Linked DNA regions of Zea mays: region 2 is linked to region 1. A link is a contact called in public Hi-C data. All regions are on one chromosome and are shown on one strand. The core of a region is the stretch at or near the end of the contact, and the rest is flanking DNA. Distances in the headings are between cores, read along the strand shown.

The links. Hi-C and Micro-C count contacts between places; a contact is called where the count stands out from the background.
Region 2: a Hi-C map of ear shows a contact between it and region 1, with 5 times the contacts expected there. The contact joins two enhancer-like sites. A contact is called at or near these places in 4 of 25 Hi-C or Micro-C datasets (bundle sheath, ear, leaf and 1 more).

Annotation. Positions count from the first base shown.
Region 1 is chr5:22,945,405-22,950,693 of Zm-B73-REFERENCE-NAM-5.0, reverse strand. It overlaps LOC103626099 (fringe-related protein), which reads right to left. Exons shown (of 4, transcript XR_552710.4): 4 at 3,214-5,289. Among protein-coding and RNA genes, the nearest start is that of LOC103626099, 7.7 kb to the right of the region's middle. Within about 2 kb of position 2,858, at least 18 of the 20 cell types and tissues checked have an H3K27ac peak or open chromatin away from gene starts, as enhancers often do. A contact at or near this core is called in bundle sheath, ear, leaf and 1 more, where this site is marked.
Region 2 is chr5:23,130,419-23,135,993 of Zm-B73-REFERENCE-NAM-5.0, reverse strand. No RefSeq gene overlaps it. Among protein-coding and RNA genes, the nearest start is that of LOC103626101, 23 kb to the left of the region's middle. Within about 2 kb of position 1,918, at least 19 of the 20 cell types and tissues checked have an H3K27ac peak or open chromatin away from gene starts, as enhancers often do. A contact at or near this core is called in bundle sheath, ear, leaf and 1 more, where this site is marked.

The DNA of each region.
Region 1 (5,289 bases), core at 1,609-4,108:
ACCACCTCGTTCGTCATCCTGCTTCTTTTCTCTCTCCCCTCATGCCTCCACCTCCGCGCCACCCTATTCTCGGCAGAGGGCGTGGGAGCAAGCGCCTCCTCCCCGTATTCGTCCGACACCAACCCGACACCGATCCACGCAGTGGCTATTACACGTCCACGAGGACGTTTCACAGCATGCGCGCACCATCGTTTTCGTCATCGTCAAACGTCCCATTCATCTTCTCGGCCTTCGTCATGTTCTTCCTCCCTAACCTGCTACCCCCGCCAACGATCGCAACCTCGAGCCGACCGACGCTCGTCGACGCGGGTATGGGGCGAGTCGGTCTTGCTCCTGGCCTTTCTCCGTGCGTGCCGTCGAGGAGGACATATTGGCGTCTTCCACACTTAGGTTATCTTGGCGACGAGGAGTTCAGGTCTGAGATATTGGACAACCAAGACCCACAACGCGATAGCAGTCGGCATATGCTATGGAGTTGGTGGTGGTGTTGTGTCGCCTCGGCGAGTCCAGGGCTGGGAAGGCACTCGCATTCTCTCGCCCTTCTCGGATTGACGTCTGGTACGGGTGTCTCTCGGTTCGGAGCTGCTCCGATTGGGCTTCTTTATCCACTTGTGTGCTCTCTCCGTATATGTATCTAGCGTTATACTACTTATGTCGCCTCTAGATACTCAGGTTTTTGTTGTGTCCTTCTCCGGCAACGAACAGGTATGCCCGCCTCTTCCATTCCCTTCCTGCTCTACGAAACCTTGGAAGTGGGGGAGGCGAGCGATGAGGGTCCCTGATTTGCTGCCTATGGTACCCGTTCGATGGCTCGGCATCGCCTGTCTACATGGACTTTCCCTTACCACGGTGTCAACCACTTCTATGTATCTGTCACACATCCTTCTCTCATTGCAAAAATTATTGTGTTGTTTCTCTGTTGTTTTGGGTGTTAGTTTTTTGTGCTAAGGACTTAACATAATTTGGATGTGTTAATACTTTATTTATTGTTTGTACGTGGTTTGTGTTCTTTTATGATGGCTCATGGATCCTGCAAAATATGTGTTAGGATTTGAAGATCCATGCGGGCACTACCACAGAGTGTTTATCCTTTGTGTTCTTGGCTCTTACATGCATTATATCGTTTCTAAGACCACATTGTCGCAATGGACTCTATGGTGTTTGAGGTTGCTGAATTGGACGGATCAGCAGTGATTTGTCACGCTAACAGTAAAAGGAAATGTTATTTGTTGATTTTAAACGTTAGTAATTGCTACGAAGTACCATAATTTATATGGAGCGCATCCAGTTTTTATTGATGCCTGACTTTAGCAACACTCTATATTTTGATCTATCTTTTTTATAAGTTTGAGTTCATGTAACTTATTTTAGAAATTTGAGCTCACAAACTTTCTCTTATTTGGTTTCTGTATAGTGGAATTATGTCATTCTATAATCTGTTCGTTCAGTCAGTCGTTGTGAACTCTCTTCTAATCGCTCCCTTCATTGGTCGTGTTGTACCAAGACATATTGGATAGAGTAAACAACATCAGTTAGTCAAATAAAAAATATGTGGAGAGCGGAAACAATCAATAAAAAATTTTGAGATCTTTTTGATGGATATTTTAAGTGTCACGAGCAACGGACTAGTATATATATATACTATACTTAAAGCAACAGTTTCAACGGTCATCCCGCGTCATCTTTTTACAAATAAACCTTCACATCTATTTCAAATTAACCCGTTGCACACCTATAGATGGCCAAACGACGGCCCGGCACGGGCCAGACGCCTCGCGGGCCACAACTCTGGCCTAGGCACGTCATATCGGCCTGCTGACTGTGCCGGGACAGTCCGTTAGCCTGTCGGCCCATTTGATTAAATCAGCGTAAAATGTTAAAAACAGTGGAGGAGGTGAAAGCTGTCTAACCAATAGAACATCATGCTCAGATATTTTTAATATTGAATATAAATTATATATATGTATATACGTTTTTTGTAAAATAAAAAATATGTAATCGTGTCGGACCGCACCAGCACTACGGCCCGAGGCTACAGCCCAAACACGACACAACGTTCTTGACTCTTGCAAGCATTAGGTCGTTTCTAAGACTACACTGACGCAATGGACTCCATGGTGTTTGAGGTTACTAAATTGAATGGAGCAACAATGATTTGTCACATGAACAGTAAAATGAACGGTTATTTGTTTGTTTTAAACGTTAGTAATTGCTACGAAGTAACATAATTTATATGGAGCGCATCCAGTTTTTATTGATGTCTGACTTTAGCAATCACTCCATATTTTGATCTATCTTTTTTATAAGTTTGAGTTCATGTGACTTATTTTAGAAACTTGAGCTCACAAATTTTCTCTTATTTGGTCTCTGTATGGTGAAATTATATCATTTTATAATCTCTGTTCGTTCAGTCAGTCGTTGTGAACTCTCTTCTAATCGCTCACTTCATTGACCGTATTGTACCAAGACATATTGAATAGAGTAAATAATAACATCAGTTAGCCAAATCAAAAAAATATTATACGGAGGGCGGAGACAATTAATAAAAAATATTAAAATCTTTTTGTAGGATAATTTATATAGATATTGTTGTAAGCCGTCGTAACGCACGGGCAACCGACTAGTATATATATATCGACGAGTGTTTGTTACCGTGTAATCCTAGTAAATATTCTTCACTAGCTAGGCGATATCGACCCAAGCAGAGAGCGTCACGGCGTGGCCGTGGCCTCTTCAGTCCTCGGTGTTTCAAACTAACGATGACAAATAAAAAAAAGAACGGAAAGATTACATGCACATAAGATGGGCAACAAAACTCCGTGGACCTGATGGGCCAGAAAGCATTCTACTAGGATGGGATTTTGGGGCCGTGGATATATCAGGCCCACAGAACGTGTTCATTTGTTCACTACTGAAAATAACAACGCAAAAAAAACTCTGGAGATTGGAGAGCATAAATATAAAGCATTGTTCCTTCCAACAGATAGCGGATGTCGTCGCTCAAAATGAGCACTCAGCCGCCCGGTCACGCATTTTCATGTACCAGAGAGGATATACATCCACATCCGCGAGCTCCTAGAGGCGTTCACTTTTTTCCATTGCACAAACGGACGTCATGGCACGGGCAATGCACATCCGCATCCACGAACCCCTCGTTAAGGGAGTTAGGTCCGTGTTCATTTAAACTCAAGCATTAGACATATCCCAATAAAGTGACTTCAACACCAGACGAATTATTATTAAAAAAATACACTAGATGAAGATACAACTTAAAGAGAAGGCCAGTTCTGTCCAGCTCGTTGAAATTTCACATCAAAGTGAAGAAATGGTTAAATTCCCCTAGAAATCGGAAAACCTTCCACCGGAGTTCGAACAGGTGTGGATGAATCTAGGACTGTTTAACTCCAAATTCTAAAGTCAATCGTTCAACTATTATACTGGATCCTGACTGAAATCCACAGCGACTCTTTGGTTAATGCTCCATTTCACATGAGAAGGCACAGGACGGGAAGGGTACGAACAATGAAGGGTTACAGGATCACAGCACTAAAACCTACGACTAACATATTACTATCCTTACCTGATTTCGCACAACTCATGGAGAATCCACGAAGGTGAGTAAACTGGTCACCAGGATGAAACCAGATAGTTAGTTCTCAGCCAACCATAGCGGCGCAGCTTTAGTCAAAGATCTCTTCACTAGGCCTCAGTCTCCAAGTATCAGACACCAACCACAGAGATTCCAAAGCGAAAATTTCCAGCCTGTCTTTTCTGCAAAGTTTCTTCTGTCAGCAACTGCTACAAAAGGCAATTTCAGAAAGTTCAAGTCGATTTGGCAAATTGTACACTTTTAGCAGATTTTCCACTTAAATCAAGACACCACACAACTTCGCTAACAGATTTGCATGTATGCAAGCACAGCATGAAACACAGACTATGGCAAACATTACGTGGAAACATGAAAGGAAAAAAAAAGGCATTTAAATGAAACAGTTAGCACCAACACATGCACACAAATCTTGGAAGATCTTGTTACAGAAGAAAATGTTTCCAAATACTTGATCTCAGTTACGTAACTAATGTTAATGCAGCATTTTGGCTTTTCCTTTGAATTTTTTCAACCAATGATGGACATTTTTTTAAAAAAAAATATTTATTTCTTTTACAAATTATAATTTGATCAAGATGGAAGTCTTTGGAAATCCCAAAATACAATAGGAAAACAAATCTTGATCTAGCAGGCATATAAGATTTCTAAAGTGGTCCTTTTATGGTTCAGATTCCATGCACTAATGTGATTGTGAACACTTTCCAGCAAACACGGTATTTGAAAAAATATACTATCTCAATATTTATCGCTCACTAGTTCATTTTTGAACTAAAACACGACAAATAAAAAACGGAGGGAGTACCTGCAGATAACAGAAAATTGACTAGCAATCTTCTAACCAAGAAACTATCTCCATGATTGGGCTTTTATGTTTTTTTTCTCTAGCTGCTTCTATAGGTTTAAACTTATAGGTGTTGAGCTTAAGAAAAGGAACCTTGTACATGCTATTCAATATTGGGGACATGCACTAAAGAAGAAGATGAACTTCAGTGCAGAACTTTCAGGTTAATAAATCATTTTTCCACTAACAGTAAAATTTATGACCAAATGATTGAAATAATATAAACATTTTCCCCAAATTCTGCCCATGAAACTTTTGATCATCAATATGACTGTTAACTAGACCCGTGATCAGCTTTGGAGGACAAACGCATGGATTCGACTAGATTCATGCAAAGCAATCATTTACTATCAGAGCAACTCCAGCAAAAAAAAAACTCAAATCAAGGCCCCTACTTTTGATTTGAGGGAACTGTCACATAATTTTTTTTCTCGAACGGGTAGAAGAGCTGCGCATCATTATATTAAGAAGGAAGAGTTAGGCCCCAAATGGACCAATACAAGAAAGCTGCCTTATTGGCCAAAAACACAAAAATATAATTTAGGATTTGGTTTTTTACATCTATTCCAGCAGCGAAAAGGCCTCAAGTTGAGACGGTGGCTTGAGTAGCACTCATGTCCTGGATTCAACTCAGCTAGGGTTAAAAAAGTTCCACCACCTATCTCACGCCAAATCACATGTCTAAGGCCTGGGCCTACTAGTGGTCGTTCTCACATAGGTTGTGGTGTTGTGTATGAGTGGGGCTGAGGTTTGGAAGTTTTCTCGACCTGCGTGAGAAAACCATCTTTTTAATGCAATACCTAGGAGTTGTCTTACCCCCCCCCCCCCAGTTTAAGTT
Region 2 (5,575 bases), core at 669-3,168, 190 kb before region 1:
GGGTGGAATGGTTGGTTACAAGGCCATGTGCAACGAGAGGGACACAAGCGGGGAACAGGGGTTGCACGGGATAACATGGGAGCCATGTCTCTCCATGTTGCTAGTGCGTATCTGTGTATAGCTTTCACTGTTGGCTGGACCGCTCTGGCAAGTGAATAACTGCAACAACTCATAATTCCGGCTTCCATCTCCAACCCCTTTTTCCTGCCTATATTAGCAAACGAAGGAAATGGAAGTTTTACAATTTCCTCCCTTTTTGCAGATCATGTTCTGATTGGCAGTCATCGTCGTGGTCGTGGCACAGTGAAAGCTACCTTGCACTCAGCTTCGAGGTTCGAATATTCGGACAGCTTGCCATTCTATTATTGTTATTGTTACCCTATTGAACTCAGCTTGGAGATGCAAGGGAGGAACTGTACATGTCGCCAGCGGCTGTTACTGATTGCTTAAATGGATATCTGGAAGAGTTGTAATGCCCTGCGGCTGTTACTACTCAAGTGTGTGCTTTAGGTGACGGTACCTTTTGTGAAACCACGGGGAATCTTTGCGGTAAGACCATGATAACACTGAGGAATAGCACTTTAATCTGGCCAGAAGGAAACTCACAGCTCTGCTCTGGTGGTCACACGGGCAGGACAGGATATCCTCATTTTTTGGTACGACCAAATTCTGTGAGTCTGAAACTTCAGAGGTGTCCAAGACAGCAATCACTTGGAGACCGAAGCCAATTTTTGAGCTTGGTGAATTGTTTTCAGCAGAGTCGTGGTGGGCGTTGGAGCATTGTTTTCAGCAGCCGGTCCTAAGCCTTCACTTGCTGGACAGTTGCTGCTTCAAAAGGCCAGTGTTGCGCACCATACAGCTTTTGTACAACCGCACAAGGGCAGGAATTGTGGAGGGACCAACAGTGGGCAAAGGAAAAAGGATACCACGTCGAGCCAATGACGGGTCCCGACCCGGCCTGGACAAGAACAACCTTGGAGGTTTGCTGCAGCTAGCAGCTGGGATGGTCCTCCCAGGCACACAGCGCAGAGCCAGGGCAGTGCTGTCTCTTTCCTCCCAAGAAAGAAGCTTCCAGATTTATCTGTGATTAACTTCGCTCTTGGGTGAAAGAGGAGGATGATGGGACAGGGAGGCTCTGAGTTGCTGGGAAGCTATTCATCAGTTCCTTCAGCGGCAAGCTCTAATTATTCGGCGGGCTTAGGACTTAGGAGTCACGTCTCGGCATGTGATTCGGTATCGGAGGTACGCGCGCGAGCCTTCTGGCTTAACCCTGGCGTGTGGTCCAGCGGCACAAGCCACAAGCTTCTGCTAGATTTGCTGTTCCATCTCGCAATCTTGAATGGCTCTGCTTCATATGTTACTCGCAAGCTTGAAGAGAACAAAGCCACGAAAGAAAGAATTTTTTATTTGTCGTGGTTTAGTTTAAAAAATAAACTAGTGGACGACAAATATTTATGTAGTATATGTTTAGATGGTCTCCAGCAACACGGGTGGGACCATACGTGTTTATCTGGACCATCATTGTTACCGTGGCTCACTGGCATGGAGTGTTTGAATGCATTAGATCTGATAGTTAGTGGTTAAAACTAGATGAAGATATCCAAATATCCTAGATAATAGTTTAATAATTATCTATTTTTAATAAATTAGGTAATAGTTAACTATATATTTGTTAGCTAGTTAATTTCACTATTAATTTTTTAACCAATTAGATCTAGCGCCGTCAGGGTGTGTAAAAAACGTGCCGTTTTTAGTTAATGACGTGGTATGGTCTCATGAATAGTCGAAATTGCTACTGATTGCTGTTAGAATCTGCCTTCGTAAAATTACTGGCCGGTGCGTCTAGATGCTGCCATGCACGCACGCACAAGTAATCTGTGTTGTTGTGTGACGCTGACACCACAGAACACGACACGCATAGGCATAGCTCCCGCGCCCGGTACCGGGAGGGAGCTCTCTTCTTTCTATGCCCGTGCTGGGCTGCGGTGGAAAAGCCGCAACTTTTCCGGGGTTTATTATTATATATATATGTATACATCTTTATATATATGCCGTGTGTCAGTGCAGTGTTAAGAGTTAACACATATATGTACATACAAATTAATATATTTATATTGTAGCAGATCAAAAGAAACTGTCACATCATGGTGTCGCTGTCGGGCGGCGGAGCGCAAGCCATTAAAGAAATTCAGCCTGGCACACTTACCGCCCCACATGCTTATCATTTGCGTTTGCGTCGCGACCCAATCATTTTAGCGTCACCTTTTCTTGCCCAAGGGACGATGCTCTTTTCCTCTTTACCGGCCAGTTTGTCACCCTAGGACGCATGATGCGTTCTTGATGCCATCACTATTCACTAGTACCCCTACTCCTTAGCTTCGCGCCGACATGCATATGCTGATATGTACGCGTGCATGCATGTCAGTGTTAAGGGTATTAGATTATATAGTACTTGGTTTGCTTAATTAACCCCACCGAGAAAAAAACTGAAAGTTTTAAAACAACACATTATGGCCTTGTTTTGGATTAATTGGCTTCTGCTCCAATTTTGGGCGTCAGAATCAATCCTAGCCGCCAAACGCTTTGCTTCTTAGTCTGATTCTCTTAGAATCGCTTCAGTGGAAATAACCTAAATCAATGTGAATGCAGAATCCATCGAGTCGTCGTGACATGAGGATTGTGTCGTTTTCACGTCTCAATACTCTGCAGACACCTTCATCTTCCTCCGCAAGCAATCCCCGTTGCTGGGGACTTGTTCTCAAATGCTATGAATTAAGAACAAGACAACACAAAATGTTACAGGTTAAAGCCCTTCGTCCTTCGAAGCATTATTTCCCTTAAGATATAATGATCTTCAGACGAAGGTCATGAAGGACATACCTTCATCATCGCAATATACGTTAATGAAACAAGAATCATGTGAAATATAAAAGACAACATGAATAATTATGTAACATTATTAACTCATCTTTTATTATATTATCATGAATAAACATAAATAATATAGAATTACATTTGTACCTTCGGCTTGATAGAAGGAGATAATACAAGCGTGATGCACGAGCGAGTACAAATCAGCGTGAACAGTACGGGGTACTGTTTATCTATTTATAGACACAGGGCGGAGCCTGTGTGAAATTACATTTATACCCTTTATAATCGATTACAATCATGACACAAACTATCATGGGCCAATCTGTCTTTTCATCTTTAAGTCGGTGCAACCCTTCGTCTTAAGGCATGTTGTTGTGCCGAAGTTCTCTGGAAGGTAGCTACGGCGTTATTTCTGTGCTAATCTTCCGAAGGTGTTTCTTCTTACAGGACCTTCGGCTACGAAGCAGACCCCCAACAGTAGCCCCTTCGCGGTGCTAGATCGTTTTTCGTAACGAGCTTGATCCGTGAAAAATTGTCTTAGGCTTCAGAATGCCGAAGGTCTAAAAAACACCTTCCCTGAGCTCGTTGTCGAGAAACGATTAAAATAATCCGAGCGCGAGATGGTCCCACCATGCAGCGGGTACGTGCGATCTGGCGATTCATCTCTCACGCACCGTGGTCCACCGTTCAGTGGGTGCGAGTGACTGTTGAGCGGGTGCAGGCGGCTTGACGATTCACCTTCACACCTACAACACTATATAAACAGACGGGTAGGTGTGAAGTTACCACAACATTCATTGCCATTGCACTGTTGTGCTGCTGAAAAATTTAACCATAGCCGAAGTTTTCCCATCATGTTTTCAAGCAAAGCATCATTTTGATCTAGCTTCGTCATAAGAGGGAGCTTCGTCAAAAGCATAAAAATCATCAACATTCGTAAGAACTGCAAGGAATTCAACACTTGATGGCCAGAGTACGTTCAACTGCTAGGTTGACCGTGACGAAGAAGATGCTGAAACCACAGAGACTGCTCCGATCTCTGAAGTGATGAAATAATCGGGACTGGTTATGACAGAGGGGGCTACTGACGAAAGTGCACCTACTGCCGAAGCTGAACATGCTAACATCGAAGAAGATGATGCCGAAGAAGAAGAAGATTACAACACTCTCATGCCATTCAAACCCAGTCACTTGGACTTTGGAAAATATACTGTTTCTGAGGCTGACATGCCCATGATGATAAAGCTAGGCTACTTCGGAGAAGCTGAGAAGAAGCTGATTCATTTTGGCGGGGAAGAAACCACTCCGACACCGAAAAATGATGAGGTGGTAGTTTTCAGGAGTTTCTTCAGAGCGGGATTGAGGTTTCCTTTGAACAAAATGATTGGGGAAGTTTTGGAAAATTACGAAGTCTATCTTCATCAGCTGACTCCTAACGCTATCGTTAGGCTCAGCATCTTCATCTGGGCTCTCCGAAGCCAAGAAATAGACCCGAATGCTGAAGCTTTTTGCCGAGTGCACGAGCTTCATTATCAGACGAAGGCCAGAGAAGATGGTCTTCATGAGAATTTTGGTTGTTACAACTTGCTTACCACAAAGATATGAAGACTCTGATGGTTAGATATCGCACCAAGTGGCAGACTGGTTGAAAAAATGAGTGGTTTTATGTTAAAGCCGATGAGAAGAAGAGGGAGAAGCTGAAGACGTTGGTACTGAGCCCGCTGAGTTTGAGCTACGGGTTGACTAGGCCGCTGTGCCGTATGGTGCCGGGGTCACCATGCCGACAAGCTATGTCAGAATTCAGGGTGGTAGCCGAGCAGATCGGGACCAGAGATCTAGTCCAAGAATATCTGGCCTATAAGGTGTTCCCGACGCTAAGTGAATGGAACATGCCAAAGCTAAAGGGGACAAAGGAGAAGAATGAACTTGTGCGACTACCTTATAGGTTCAAATTCAAGAAACAATTTAAAGGGTCATGTCAAGAATGGTTAGAAATGATAGAAACCATGTGCAATGAAATTTTGGATAATTACACTAAAAAGAAGATCAACTGATGATCGTAGCCTTCGGCACTCGACCGAAGCGAAGGTTGAATCGGGTGATGGATGTCCTAAACTTTGAATATCCTGATTATGAGCGATTGAACAAGGGTGCTGAAGGGCAAAAAAGAAAAAGGATTGTTAGTGTTCTGAGCAGACAAGCTGCTAGAATGGTGAAAGAAGATGAAGAAATTCTGAAGATGAGAAAATTGAGCCCTGAGCCGAAGGTAGCTGCTCCGAAGAAGAGGAAAGCTGCGGCTCCGAAGCCAAAAACAACTGAAATAGAAGAAGAGGCTCCTTCAACACCTTCTGCTGCCGACGTGGAAGAAATTCTAAAGGTAATGACTGAATCCTTGCCTATCAAGCTAAGTCTACTGGAGCCACATCTGACGAAGCTTTTACAGAAGGAGGAGCTTTCGGCAGCCAAAAAGTCTGCTGGGCCAAAAAGGCGGAGGATTATTACTGTGATTGAAGCTATTGAAGAAACACCACCGCCGGCCTCGACGTCAAAAACACCAGCTGTCGAAGACGCTACAGCTATCGAAGCTGCCCCCGCCGAAGCTGCAACTGTCGAAGCTGATACGGTCGAAGCCACAAATCTGGAGAGCACGTTTTTTGATATTGATAAAATGCTTTTGAATATGGCCGCGGAAGAAGCTGCT